Linked DNA regions of Anas platyrhynchos: region 2 is linked to region 1. Evidence: chromatin contacts called from public Hi-C data. All regions are on one chromosome and are shown on one strand. The core of a region is the stretch at or near the end of the contact, and the rest is flanking DNA. Distances in the headings are between cores, read along the strand shown. Region 1 overlaps MRPS6 (mitochondrial ribosomal protein S6). Region 2 holds the start of KCNE1 (potassium voltage-gated channel subfamily E regulatory subunit 1).

Region 1 (7,606 bases), core at 3,742-6,241:
CTTAAATTGCTCTTTGCCAAGTGTATTTACTCATACCTGTGCAAGGGTGAGCCAAGGTGATACCAGGTGAGTTAAAGCCATTAACTATGTCCTTTTTCCTGTTTGTTGTTGGGGCCTGCCTCTGAAATCAGTGGAAACTTTGCTATTGCCATAAGTCACAGAGGAATTGGCTGTTTGTCAGCTGTTTGTTGTTTAAAAAATAATAATAATAAATTAAATAGATGTTTTCCTTGGGAGCAAGTGCTTCCATTTTGCCATCTCAGGTTACTACACGCTCCCTTCCAGCACTTAGCCATGCAAGTGCATGCGTTGATTGTAATCGCATAATCAGAATAACCAGATTTGTGTACATTTCCTGCTTTCTCTTTTTTTTTTTCTTTTCAAGCCTGAGACCGCAGCTGTGCTGAAGCGCACTGTTGAGGCTCTCATGGAGAATGGAGCTGTTGTGAGGAACCTCGAAAACCTGGGAGAAAGGGCTCTGCCATACAAAATCTCCAAGCACAAGCAGCGCCACAGAAGAGGAGGGTATGCACGATGCGTTTTTCCTTAAAACCCTTTCAGTGCTCACTTAAAATGTCCATAAGCTGCTGTCATTGTTTGGTCTTCCTTGTGCTTTTGGGGAGCAGATGTGCAACGTGTGTCGCCTCAGCAACGCAGATCGTGCTCCACAAGTGTTTCGTGCTGCTTTGTTTTGTGTGCTGGCTGCTCCTTGTTCATGTGCTCCTTGTGTCTTGTGAGTGGCCTGAGCTCAGGCCTCGGGACTGCTTTTCCCCAATGTACACAATGTTATTTTGTTAGGCCGTTTTTACGTAACTGTTTTCCAAGGCAGGCAGGCTGTTTACTGATAAAAGTCTCACTTAATCTGCTGGTTGCTAATTGGCAAGATTGATCCTTTTTCTCTAATGCATCTGAGCTAAATGTTGATTACCATACGCATCCTGTAAGGCTCACTCGTGATTTTGGTACAGCTTTAGCTAGAGATGACCTCGTAAGCACAACTGGCTTGTTTAGAGGAGAAACATCTCCATTTGTCCCCATGGTGGAGAACTGGGACATGGGATGTCAGCCTTCTCCTGCGAGGCAGAGTGGAGGAGCCGCGGCCTTCTCCCCCGACCGCCCGCGCTGGCGTTTTGTTGCTCCTTGAGGCTGCCTCCGAAATGGAAATGGATGCTGGCTCTCCATGAGGGCTGAGAAATGTTGCTAAGCAACCCGTGCTGCGCCGGGGCTGCCTGCCGTAATCAAAATAACAATTAGCCGACCGCTTCTCCTCATCCCTGTAGCACAACTGGGCATAAGTGGACCTGCTGCCTTCCTGTTCAGGCCTTCTGGTGCCTGCCGGCATGAGGTGGCTCTGCGGAGCGCCTTTTAGGAAGCCCTTGGTAGGTTGTCTCCTGAGGGTATCTCACAGCTTCGCTCCCTTTGCTGAAGACCCCTTCCTTCTCCTGCAAAGTGGGAGCTGGCAGCTTGAGCAGACAGTAAGTGGAGGGGAGGGAATCTCCATGGTGTGCCTGTTGCTTACCCAAAAGCAACAGCGATGTGGCCACAGTTGTCTTCTGCTCCTGCTTGCTCCTTAGTGTCTGTGATTGCCTTCGAAACATGGCTTGATCCTGATAGTTTTGCATTTTAGGATGAAGTCTTGTTGTCTGCATGTGGGAGCTAATCAAAGCCTTGCCTCAAGACAGAATGATTCATTACCTCATCCATCCAACATTAAATTATTTTCAGGCTGATTCAGCAGGAGAAGAAGTTGGTGTAACTCTGGTACTACAGGTGGAGACCAAAGGCAGAGAGACTGGATTCCACTGATTTGGGATCCTTAAGTTGAGACTTAGTTTCTAGTTTCTTTTTTTCTACAGCACTGAGCCCTCTGAAACACTTCACCGCTTTGGATCACAGTTTCCGCTTGGCTTGGGTGGCAATACTCCACCGTCAGGGCTTGGGTTCTTCAGCAGGGAAAAGAGAAAAGGAGAAAACCATAACCAGATGTCACACGAATTATGTAGAGGTGAATACAAGCCTTTTCTTGAGGGTATCTTTAAGGCATGTAGGCTAGCTAAACTCATTTATTACAACAGGTTACCTGTTTAATAAGCAGGAGGAGGGGATCAGTAGACTATAATAACCCTCTTTGCAGAGCTGAGAGGAGACACATTTTGTTTTCTGCTTGAGGTGTGGTTTTAGTGACAAATAATTGCCATCATGTTTTGAAACATGGGCACGAAGCCATCAGATTTATGTCACCATAACTGTTGTTTCTCCACCTCCCAGTTCAAGTGTCTCTAAATTAATTTAGCAGTTGTTCTGCTTGCCCTGGATTTGGATCCTCTGTATATGAATATGGCAGTTCCCTGCTCTAAATTGTTTGACTTCCTAAAAGGAAGCGATTAAAAGTAGGTACTACAGGAAAGGATAAGGTTGTTGTTCAGAGAGTTCAAATTCAGGAGAAACCAGATATTGCAATGGGAAGCAGCAGGCAGTTTCAGTACCTGGTAATGTGGGGAATGCATTTGTGTAGATATGCCAGAGAGGCTGCAGTTTGATGTACAGCTATGGTGGATTCCTGATCTGATATTTTATAAGGTCCAGAGAGTAACTTGCTCAGAATATTAAACAATCTAGGAATGGGGAGTGAAAAGTCAGTTCTTTATCCACCTCATAAAATCAGTCAGTTCTGTTTTACAACATCTGTTAAAGTAATCTCTTTTTTAACAGGACAATGTTAAAAAAGAAAGGGGAAAAAAAAGCTCTTCAAGATGGTTCAGTAAGTGCACTCACTAAAAAATCCTAACATCTTCTCTCCTTCATAATGAATTTTTAATTCTGCCTGTCTCTCCTTCAGTACCGAGGTGGTGTATTAAACAGTATAGTCTCTCACCTTTTCCTCATTCTGGGCTTTTTCTGAAATAACTTAAAGGGCTTCAGTGAGAGTGCAAATGAGGCTGTGTGTATGGGGAGAGTGGCGAACCTTTCAGAGCTTTTCATTTTGGGGGGTTGGACTTGTTTGTTTTCTTAGTTTGGTGATTCTCAGCAGAGCTTTGGCTAGTTTATTTTCTGAGAACGTGGAGACGCTTGTGGGCTTAGGTTGCACGCTGAATCCATTACTTCCTTTGACCTCCCGGCTGGTTTTCCTGTGTGAAAATTAGGGCAGTACAATATTCATAGCATAGGTCACAGCTTAATGGAGTGCATCTCTTAGAGACAGCTCTTGCCCTAGCGATCGCTACTCGAACCATCTTCCTGTCACTCAGAATGGCACCGAGTCCCCTCAGCTGCATGGGAAAACAAAGTGTTTTTCCTAAACAGCCTGCTTCCTTTACAAATGCCCAGGGTTATCTCGGCTGTTCCCCTTACCTTGACTCAAGGGCCATCAGCCTGGCACTGCCAGCTGCTCACAGCTCTGCTGAGACGTGCTCTGTGGCATGTGTAGTATCATCCCTCTCCCAGCCTTTTGCTATGCATCTTTTCATTTAGTTAATTCTATCTGCAGTTCAAGCCTTTACATGCAGTGTATCATAACACCGAGTGACTGACAGAGAAAGAGGTGCAGTACACACAGCAAACCTGCCACTGGGCTCCACCAGGTTTTTTGTAGTGTATTTAGTAAATAGGAAGGAATTAACCTAGAAAACGCATAGTTGTAGGTCCACGAGCAGGTACTTTGTATCCTCAATACATATTATTTTCTTCTGAGTTCTGCAGTGCTTTCAGCATCATCTGTCTCAGCTATACAGTGTTACAGGCACATTACAAATTTACGAGTATCCAGGACACTTTGCAGATCAATTGGCAGCAAAATTCTCGTTCTCTGTAAAGCTGAGATTTTTCAAAGGCTGCCATAGGGGATTGTGGCCCACAGCTGTCACTGGGATGAACAGTTTTACTCCACCAGCAGCTTTGCAGACCTCGGATCACATGTATAATTGACTTGTTTCTTCTCTGGAGATGGTATTCACTGAGCAGGTGATGCATATGCATTGAGAGTGTATTAAAACAAATTTAGGTCTTTCTCTTAAATGCATCTTTCTTTTGACAGAAAACACCTTCCTTTTTTAGAGACCTAATGTTGACAGGCTTTGAATTTAGATAATTATGAAAATAGTATGTTTCAAGAACCGTATGGGTACATCTGAAGAACAAAACTTTTAAATTGTTAGTGTACTGATATTTTAAACTGAAGTCAAAGTAGCTGCTAACTCACAGTACTAATTGCTGTAGCAGAATGTTGTTTTGGCTTCAAAGTATTTAAGAGCATGATTCAAGTACATTCTGTAGCATATCACAAAATTGTAACAAATACAAAGTCACCTTATGGATGAATGAAATGTGACACATTGGTTCCAGCGTGGGTTAGGTATGGAAGTGTACTTGGGGCACTGAGCCTGAGCGACTTGCCCGTGGCAGTCACATCTCTGGAAAAAAACAGCTGAGGAATGTAAGTAAGGATTCCTGGCTGTATCTCCTAATGGGCAATAGATTTGTGCCAAATATTTGTTCTGCTAGCCGCTACTTGTTTCTACTTGTTTATCATTTTTAATGAGGTGTACTGAAGTTGCTTTTAACACTGGCACATTTTTTTAATACTGTATCACACGTATCAGGAGGTGCTTATTTCTGGAATAAACAAAAGTGAACTGATTTAAATAAGGTGTGTATTAGGATATGAATTCAAGGAATGTTAAACTTTGAGTTTGTTTGTTGTTTAAAATGATACAGAAGCAACAAATCCCTCAAAGCTGCTTTCAAATAAAGGGTCTAGACCAGGGCTGGGGGATGACATTGCCGAGCCATTGCTGCATATTTGGTCAGCGCTGAACTGGAGGATATTGCAACTGCTCGTAAAATGATAGATCTCAGTGGCACAGTCTGTGGGTTTGCACTTTGTGGCATACCTGTTTTCTTTGGCCTTGCCAGGCTGTGCCTTAATCATACGCTTGTGGCACTTCGTCCTTCAAGGCATCGGACCGAGGAGCTGGTCTGGGGGAGGCGGTTGGTATGCTGGATATTTTTGCTTTAGGGGAGCTGCTACAACAGAGGCTGCAAAACAGATCTTAAAAAAATGATTCAGGCACTCCTTTGGGAAGGTAGTGGCTCAAACTTTTTGCAGACCAGGTTTCTGTTAAACTGGAAGGGGATAGGACAGGGACTCTGGGGAGAAGAATGTGGTCGAGTGTAATTGGGGTTTGATTATTGCCTTCCATTTGATATCCTGGTATCCACTAGAGATTTGTTGTAAGAGTTAGTGTGTTTTTTTTTTTTAGTTTGTTTTTGTTGTGCATCAGCCTGCTCAGTGCTCAGATTTAGTACCATTTCATAAATCAGCACAGCACCGTGGTCTTCCCCTTCCACTTTGTTCTGTGTATGCGTGTGCTTTTCCCTGCTTAATCTACCTGTAACATGGTAATGTTTTTAGACCTATCTCCCTGGTTGTTCCTAACAATTTCCATTGCCTTGTTTTCTTTTTCTCTTTTAAACTTTGATTTTTGAGAAGACAACAATGTTCTTTTGTTATCTGCTTGCTTGTCTCTTAATCTTTTTGTTTTGCTGTTCACTCTGTTATCTCATCAACCCACTTATTCTCTGAAATAGCAAGCTCAGGTCTTACTTCTGTACGTGCTGAGTTGTATTTTGGGAGCTTACCTTAACAAGTGTATGGGGAATTTTCAGTCTGAGGTGTGCAAGGATCCTAGTGATTGCTGGGATCTGTGAAGTAGCACGGAAAGTGTATATATAAATGTATGTACCTGCAGCATCTGACCAGAGCAGACATCAGGAAATTAAAGTTACAATTTGAGTTGCAAGGTGGGTATGTTTGTGTGACAGTGGGAAAACTGCAAGGCCCCAAAAATGAGATGCTTTCCTAAGGATGCATGAGGTTTTTAGGCTCTGCAGTGCTGTGATTGCTCCCCAGGAACTGGGAGCAGCTCACCAGGCTTCAGTACCAGCATCCCCTCCGCAATGGTGAGGAAGGCTACACGCCTCCCACAGGCTGTCCTGGCCTTCCCACAGCTCACTCCCAGCTTCTCTTGGTGGTTTAGGGTCTGAAGCAGTTTCCCCTCCTGTGGAAGCACCTTGTGTTTTGCCTCTATTATATGGCACCTGACTTAATGGTCATTGCCAAAGCACGGGCTCAGGAAAGGAGCATGAGTCTACCTAATTTCTTTGTGCCTCAGTGGCCTAATACACAAGAAATAAGTAGTTATTAAGATGAGTATTTCAGTAATGGAACATAATGCTCTTTAGGAGATCTGAACATATCTGTGTAAATTATGTCACATGCTCAAACTTTGACTCTTTCCATAAAGTATCTAGGTTTCAGAACTAACACAACTTCATTTTAAACAAGCAGCTTGTGGCAGAGTAATATTCTTTGAGGACAAGAGATGTTAAATTGTCATCCAGTAACCCATGCTGTCAGGATGCAGTTTTACGAGTAAAATAATAGTTACCCATCAGAGTCATTCTCAGGAGTGTTCTCAACTTTCAACACACTATCTCTTCCCCAATAAAATACAAGCTATCATGTAGCTGAAGGACTTCATCCTGCAGATAATACACCAACATGTGTAGCTTCCCTCAGGTAGGCTCACTTGATTTTCATGGCTCCTGAAGGCCAAACAGGGGCAAAGAAAAACAGAGGCAGGAAGATGCAAACTTTCCTTCTTTAACACTGCCAGCCTAAATTTATGGTTAGTGCACAACCTAAGTGTGATTTTTGTTCAGATTTTAGAACATTTTAATGTGTTTCAGCAAAAAGGAGTTCGGGATCTGTGATGTACTGGGATGAGAACAGACACAGTTTGAATGTTTGAGTATGAGGCATGTTTGTAGCATTTTCTACTAAATTGATTGTCTTCTTCCACTAGATGGGGCTTTCTCCATTGATGAGTTGAACCATTACTTTTCCTTCAAATGCTTTTGTCCACATTCATGTATAAATGTGCATCTACCTTGGGTACCAGAGCCCTGAAATGTTGAGTTGTTTTTTTTTTTTTTTTTTTTTTTCCCCTCACCTTATCATTGAGGGTGCGATTTGCAGTTTTGAAGCTTTTTAGCAGGAATGGCACAGTACAGTAGTTTGTGATGCTGAGGTGCCAGCATCAATTTCTGGTGCGGTAAATTCTGTAGCATCTTTATGCAAGCATGGTGATTAAATGTGATGGCTGCACTAAATAGTGGTCTTGGTCAGGTGGGAAGCAGTCACTTTTTTTTTTTTTTAAACTCTGAATTAATACTTGCTGTGTAACTGCAGCTGTGCTCATAACAAATTTGCAGACATCTCAAATGCTGCCCAGAGAGCGTGACTTGTCAAACACTCCGAGTAGGTCAGGCTTGTTTCTCTTTTGCAGTGAAACAGAATTTTTCTGCAACGCTGCAGAATGTCTTTCTGTTATTTAATTAGCTTAATAACAGGCGTCTGGGTATAGAATTTGGCAAATGAAATTTCTGAAGAATGTGCACAGTTTTTAAAAAAAACAAAACAATAACAACAACAACAAAAAGTATTTTTTTTTCTCCCCAGTATTGGTTCATTGTGGATTATTTGTGTCATTGCTGTGGCACAATCTAGTTACTAAAGCACTGGCTTTTGGTTTTGATCTGGAATGTC
Region 2 (7,606 bases), core at 2,062-4,561, 210 kb after region 1:
CCTCAAGATCATCGGATCTCCAAGCAAAGCCAGTCTTGCACACCCAAATGCCTGTGGGCAGAGGAGGGTTTGTATTGGCAGCGATCCACGAGGAAGGATTTTTGGAAGCCACAACAGAATCCCTGCATTGTTGGAGCCTTATTCTTCCTCCTGATGTTTGAAGTATTGAAAACCTGACAGGTTTGCATTGTTCTCCTTCGATGCTCTTGAACCTTTGGCTTTTCCTCCTCTGAATCCAGCCACCTCAAGGTGCATTTTATACCCATGCTTTTATCAACAGGTCTCCCCGTACACCAAAAAGCAGAGATGTTTTATGCTCAGAAACCAGTTTTGCTGTCAGCACTGCCAGCAGAAAGCAAGATCAAAGATCCTCTAATGGTACAGAAAGAAATAGCTGTTCAAACGCCCCTTCCAATCTCACAAGAATTTGCACTAAATTGCTAGGTTAAGGTCGTGAGAGGAGGCTCCTCCATGTGCTAGGAAAGGCATTCTCAAAAATGCACTCGTTCAGAGAAGGAGCCAGGTCATGGGGGAAGGGAAACCTTGCATCCTGAGAAGCAAAAAAGCAAAATACCTTTCCAGTCATTTAGATAAAATAATCGAAGCTATGTCCTCACACATGCCACCCACCGCTCCCTGCACTTGCAGGTAATGTAAGGCCCAGCGTTGCCTGCATTATCAAGGAAGGCTTTCAAAGGCAGAGCTATTCCAGACTCTTTTTTTCTTCTCTTATCCTTTTAAAGAAGAAGTGTGTTTTGCAGCAGGTATAGATAAGCTTTTCCGCAGAAGCAGGCACACAGATCTCCCCGCTGTGGTCTTTTTTTCTCCCTTGAGCAAACAGCAGATGTGGGCAGTGTGAACACACTGCTGCCCTTCAGGAGCCCCAAGATGCTTTCTGTTTCTGGTTCACTGACCCATAGCTGGCCACATTTTCTCCAGCTGTGCCCTGGCAGCCTATCCGAGGTCTTCACCAGAAGCAGAAAGGTAGAAGAGCCTCGTGAAGGCGGCTGGTGGTTTGCAAGAGAAGTGTCCCCGATGCAAGCACAGACATGGGGCTCCCCCCATGCCATGAGGTGAGAGGGAAGGGGGAGCTCGATGTGGGTGTGGTGAGCAAGCAAACTGCCTGCTGCTGAGCACCTCTGCGGTTCAAGGAGGAAAGCTTTTGATATTTGCAACCTAAACCAGACAAAGCAAGCATGAACCACAACACCCAGTTTTTCTTTGATTGGAAGGATCCCACCTAGCCCTGAATATCAGGTAGCTGTTTGGGCTATGCAACAACTTGTTTGTAGCTTTATAATCCAAAGAGTAAATCATTCTTTGGTTAGCACATGAACATATGTAGGATATCTTTCTTCTGTGATCACAACCAAGTAGAAGGAAATAAAAGTCCTGGGGCTTGGGAACAGAAAGTACAGAAAAGGCAACATGAGAGTGGTGTTGCTCCACCTGGAGCACTTTCTGCCAGGTTCCTCTTCACTTTGCCACACATTTCACAGGAGAAAAGCAAAAGGGTGTGGGCTGACTCAGAAGACATGAACATCTGACAGGGCACACAGCATCTCAAATGCCTTGAAGTAAAGGCCAGCTGTGAATCATTTCTTCCAGGAAACATTGACCAGCTCCTACGAACAGCCATAACTGGTCATTTCTTTTAACCCGGTATTTTGCCTTACAGCGGTCAGGGCAGGCATTTAGGGAAAATTGGTAAGAAACTGGTGTCAAGCTATGCATCCCTTGGTACAGCCCCTCAGCTGCAGCAGGCACTCCTTGCACAGAGCCACACGCTGTTAGATGATCCCCTGCCTCTTGCTGAAATTAGAAACAATAGCGACCTGCACAAACTAAGAACACAATAAAAAAAAATAAAATAAATAAAAAAAAGAAATATGCACATTTCCCTAACTACAATGTCTGTGGGAAAACAAACACAGAGGTAGCATTGACTAGGCATACTTCTGTTGGGACATTTCAGCTTTGTGCTGAGCGTGCTGATGCAGTAAGTGCAGTGCCTCTGGACCACAATGGCATTGCAAACAAAACGATGGAGACCACAAATTTTTCTAGGACTGCAACACTACTGCAGCATGTGTTGGGCCACAGCGTCTTACACAGTGCCCGTCCCTGCCATACCCAGTGGTGTTAACACAGCTGCTGACATTTTGTTCTCTGGTCTGGAGGAAAAGCACAGCATCGCAGGATCATCTAGGCTGGAAAAGACCTGCCAGATCACCAAAATTTTCACCATCCTACCAGACCATGTCTCTAAGTGCCATGTCCACACACCTTCTAAATACCTCCAGGGATGGGGACTCCAGCATTTCTGAGGGCAGCTCGTTCCAATGCTTGACCACCCTCCTTGGGAAGAGATCCTTCCCGATCTCCAACCTAAACCTCCCCAGCACAGTATGAGACCCTTTCCTTGTGTCTCATCACTTTTCACCCGAGAAAAAAAGAGACCAACAGCCCCCTTGCTGCAGCCTCCTTTCAGGTAGCTGTAAAGAAGCTGCAGGACTGATGGACACAAAATCCTGACTTTACCAAAATCACCAACTAGTTCTCCTCCATTTCAAATAAAATCATCTCTTGGTTATTCCCTACCTGGAGTGAGCCTCCCCAGCTCCCCGTGGATGCAGGAACGCAGGTCAATGATGCGTGGGGGTTAGGAGCTGGCTGTGCTGGCGTGGGATGGAAGGAGCCTACCTGCAAGCATAACTAAACTTGCCATGGGCCCACGTTATGCAAATGCACTTTGTCAGCACTTAACTCCTTACCTCAGAGCAGGGCCTGCAATACAGGGTGAGGAGGAGAGCAGCGAAATGAAGCTCAATGCAAACTTCACCGCTCTGTTCTTCGAGGCAACTCCTTCTCTTCCTTTCCTATATCAGCACCGCGGGTTTTAATTGCAACTTCCTCATTGCAGGGACCTCATCTTTCAGTTACCTAGAAAACCTCTCATAGAGTTTGGGCACGATATACTTGGAAGCAATGATGATAATTAATCTGTCTTGAGGTTACCGTCCCTCTTCAGCGCGTTTAATGAATGACAGAGATGGAGCTCCCAAGAAGTGCCAGAGGCTGCAGCTCCACCTAATGACATTGCTGAAAGCAAACCTCGAATGCGTGCGGAAAGAGATTAATTGTGGTAGATATGCTGTCAGCGCTGCACTCCAACTTTTATTGCCGGCGATCAGGAGATGTGAGCCTGAGGCTGCTGAAAAAGGCAGAAATGAAGAACACGAAAACCAACAGTCCGCGTGGTTAGTGGTCAAAGGCAGCGATGGGGGAGCGATACTGAAACATAGCCCAAGAGTTTCGTGCCAGTCCCCTGAAATAAATGGCCTGATGAATCTCAATATCTACACCATCAGCCTTAAAAGCCAGCCCCTTAGCATGTTGGCCTGGTTTTTCGTTAGTTTTGGCTTTGTGTGTGCATGCACATGTGTGTAGTTGGGGTTTTATTTTGGTTAGTTTTTGTTTTGTGCAGACATAAAAGAAAGAGGGAGGCAGAAGCGCACCAGCAGTGCCGGTTCAGCAGAAGGACGCGGGTTCCCAAAGTGGTTTGTGCACGGGACGGGCTGACAGTCGTGATTACAAAAGGCATACCCACATAACCTGGTGGCTTCCTAATGGCCATGAAACATTTTTACTCCACACCACTGGCTCCTGGACTGGCAAGAAAGCAAAAATTCGCTTCCACTGCCGTTCCTGAGGAGGGTCCTTGTTAGACCGTAGCGGTCCTGCTTCCCCCATCCACACAACTTCCACCCCTAAGAAGTTTCAGTGCACCCAGCTCAAACACACATGCAGAGAGCAGAAATTTTGTGCCTCCAGAAGGGTGGCTGGCTTGTTGTTGGAGCTGCTGAATGAAGGGCACTGCCTGCCCCTGCTCCTCTCCTGCCCTGGGGTTTGTGTCTGCATTTATACACTCACGCTTTAATTGTGCATATGTGGGCATTTTCTCCACACACTGCATATTTGCGTTACTTCAGGCATTTCTTTCTTTCCCTCCTAAGCAAACAAGCCTGCTCGGTTTTTTTGAATTCCCTCCCACTTGTAACAATAGGCTAGACACGAGCGAAACTGTCCCTCCTTAATTCAGGCTGTCACACATTCCTCTTGCTTTAAATAAGGGACTATTGCTAAGCTCATAATTTCCATTCTTTCTCAGCCAGCGGTGGGGCTGAAGACCTCTGCTTCTGACCTGGGGCTGGCAGAAGTGACTTCAGCTGCTCACGCCTTTTGTGGCACCTGGGAAAAGCAGTGCTCAGCCACAGCCTGGGGAGAGCATCACCTCAACAAACGGTGAGGTGACTTTAACCAAAACGGTTGTAAAAGGGATGGGGTTCATTAAATCCTCCTGGTTGAGCATGTACCTTCTTGTTATTGAACAGCAAATGTCCCCAGAATAGGTACTGTCATTAAATGAAAAGAATATAGCTAAAAATAAAGCTCAGATCTAGACCAAACTGCTTTGGAAGACACAAACTTACTTCCTTTACTGAAATCCCAAAGTGCTACGCAACACAAGGGTTTTGAAAAAGCCACCATGGCAGTGGAGCCCAGGGTGGGAGCTGTTGGCTTGTTGCTTCCCGTCGAGCCATGGCAAGCAGCAGCCCACAGAGCCTTGTGAGGTACATCCCAGCCCTGCGAAGCCTGATCCTAAACCCCAGTCATGAAGATGCTCAGATGTGAGATGTCAAATGCTCCGTCCTGCTAAGGTGTGCCACGTGCCAAGCAGCAGGCCCGTTTTATTTAGAAATGTAGCTATAGCAAACATGTTCCCCAAGCCGTGGCTTTACTTGACCGTGCCATTCATAACGCAGTGACTAACAGATTTACTAATTTTAAGCCTACTTTGTTTGTTCCGCACCAGGAAATGGAAAATGTGAATTCCTGTTGTTCAGCTCCTGCACCAGATATAGTACATCATTCCCTTCGTTTGGAAAGTTTTGTTTCCAAACACTGTCCATTACTCAAACTGTATTAATGCAGCAAACGTACCATCCAAATAGTTTCCAGTAGATCTCACCGAGAGGATATTGTTTTTTCTGGTGTTATGACCAGCGACACTCATGTCAAAAAGCTCCAGCTAGTGCCACCTTTTTACCCTAAATGTTTAAAAAATAAATAAATAAAGTGAGGTTCTTGTTTGTGCAGAACTATAACCACAAATGATTCACTACCTGCAAGTGTCGTATGCACATCCTGGTCAGTGAGGACCTCCAGAAACTATTCAAAAGCTTTAGCGTCTTACTCTTGGGTACTTTTCCTGAACCACAAGTCTTTGTTCTGAGTATTGTAGTGCATCACAGGCTGAGTCCCCAGCTGCCTGAGCTTCTGCCCCTTGCCACAACACCCCTGCCACTGCTCCTCACATCCTTTGGGAGCCCGTATCCCTCCTGGCTGGCACCAGAAGCAGCAGGGCTCACCAAGTGGTGCTGGGAGGAGAAAAATGTTTGCTGGGCATTGCCCCTTGCCTGGCTGTTTTTAGCTGCTTACTCATGTTGCAGCAGCGGGAATAATGAGGGGCTTGCCATGACCACAGCCGGGAGGTGGATGAATACTTGAATCCTTGTCATAGTTGATGCAGATGCTGTCTGGTTGCAACTCTCCTCTACTTAGCTCTGCTCTAGCAAAGTGTGTCTTTAACATCTTTAGTGTTTCGTAGCATAAAACCAATAATTTTGTTTACTCTATCACACCTGATTTCATCTTAATGCTACATCGCCGGCTCAAGACTCGCTCAGGTTTCTGTAGAAGAGGGACATTTTCCTATGGTTCATTTTCTTTTAATCCCATCTGCATCATTATACCAATAGGTGCTGGGGGTCCGAACGCTGCTGTCACACTACTGAATGAGCTAGGACATCAAAATTGCTCAAAGCCAACAAGGAACAAATCTGAAATTGAGCCTGCCCCTTCTGATAAAAATAACCGGGCAAGCACAAGCCTGGCAAATGGAAAAATAACCAAGATACCTCTGCTTTTCCTTTTAATGAAAGTTGCAGCACCCCAACACTCAAGAGGGATTGCGGTCCCCTTGGGCCAGGCGTCCCATGGACGTGATGCACCCCAGCCTCTGCGCCCCATCTCTGCTGCTGTGTGGGGAGCCTCCTCTCCACTGGGCTCACTGGTGACGGAGGCATACAGACCTTGGGGGAAAGAACAGATGCCTGCAACTTTTCATATATTTGTTCAGAGGTGGTTTGGGTTATTTGTGCACTTTTTTTTTTCCCCATAAGCTTTTTCTCTCTTAAACCATGACCCATGTCAAACCGCCTTGCAAATATTTACACATGTAGGAAACAACATCACCACAAATGACAGCTGAAAAAAACCCTCACAACTAACCAAACAAGAAACTAACTACATGTCAGGGAGTGACAACACAAGCGACAACACCATTTTGTCATTGCAGTAGTACAAAATCAGTCTTTTAACTCGCTTCTTAAATCACTTTTCTGCATACTGTGTTTTTAAAGCCGAACCACGGGATCGTGAGGAGGAACAAACAGGTCTCAGGTCATCTGTTTAGGGGCAACAATTGAAAGGCTAAGACCAAATCCAGGCACAGATGAGGCCACAGATGCTCTCTTTGCACTAATGCTCCGTGTTTGAAGAGGCTCCTGATGGTGAGAGAGCAGCATCCCCAAACATCTCCCACCACCCTGAGCAGCTGCAGCTCTGCCCGGGCACCTCCACGCGACTCAGCCTCCCGTGTAAAGGTTTCTTTCCTGCTGCGCAGCCATCATCAAGTTTACAGAGTATAAAAATGCATTCGAAGCACAGATATGTTTATGCGGGTTTCATTTCTGACTGGCTGCATTCAGCACAGGCCCAGCGAGAGGCACCTTGCTGCTGGTAGGCATGACTCCCACTGACATAAAGGTCACAGGCAAGGCAAAAGCACCTGCCAGGCAAGGGGAAACAGCATGGCCAAAGTTTCTGGCCAGACACAATCCTCTTGCTCTGTTTATATAAGAGGAAAGCCAGGCAAGACACTAGGTGCTGAAGCACCTCCAAAAAAGAAGAGCCTTTCACATCAAACTTGCACAATCCAGTTGTCTGCAAAATATAAAAATTGATGTGTTCTTAAAAATATTTTTTTTTCCAAAGGCAGAGCTGGGTGCCTGTGCCAGATGCCACAAGGCCTCAGCACGTACCTCGCACAGACCCAGCAGCCAGCCCCCAGGGGAGCTCACAGGCTGCCCCTGGCCCTGCTCCTCGCAGAGCACCACCATGTGCTCTGGAAAGCATCTGCTCAGATGTGTCAAACCAAAACTTTCCTACCTTTCTTTCACAGGGTGGGTTTGAGTTTACCTACCTGCCCAAACAGCAATTGGCCAACAAAGCAGCCTGGGTTTGGAGCAAGGTGAGTGCAAATAATTGTTTTTGTTTTTTTTTTTCTCAGCTGAAAAGAGGAAAGAGTGCTTTCCCTCCCATGCTCTCCCCCAACTCCACCCAGAGCAAACCAAACACAAAAGCTCACTGTTCTGTCACCAAAGAAAAAAATCCCTTGGTGTTTCAGTTTGTTTGATAATGCCCTGTTAACTGACAATAAATCAGTAGAAATATGTTGATTTGGAGCACAAGGACTTCAAGC

The links. Hi-C and Micro-C count contacts between places; a contact is called where the count stands out from the background.
Region 2: a contact with region 1 is called in a Hi-C map of subcutaneous adipose tissue, with 1.6 times the contacts expected there. The contact joins the promoter of KCNE1 here to the enhancer-like site in region 1. A contact is called at or near these places in 2 of 8 Hi-C or Micro-C datasets (liver and subcutaneous adipose tissue).

The regions. Positions count from the first base shown.
Region 1 is chr1:111,143,505-111,151,110 of IASCAAS_PekinDuck_T2T, forward strand. It overlaps MRPS6 (mitochondrial ribosomal protein S6), which reads left to right. Exons shown (of 3, transcript XM_072026673.1): 2 at 386-525. Among named protein-coding and RNA genes, the nearest start is that of MRPS6, 37 kb to the left of the region's middle. Within about 2 kb of position 4,992, at least 2 of the 8 cell types and tissues checked have an H3K27ac peak or open chromatin away from gene starts, as enhancers often do.
Region 2 is chr1:111,357,325-111,364,930 of IASCAAS_PekinDuck_T2T, forward strand. It overlaps KCNE1 (potassium voltage-gated channel subfamily E regulatory subunit 1), which reads right to left and starts at 3,312. Exons shown (of 2, transcript XM_038173395.2): 1 at 2,775-3,312.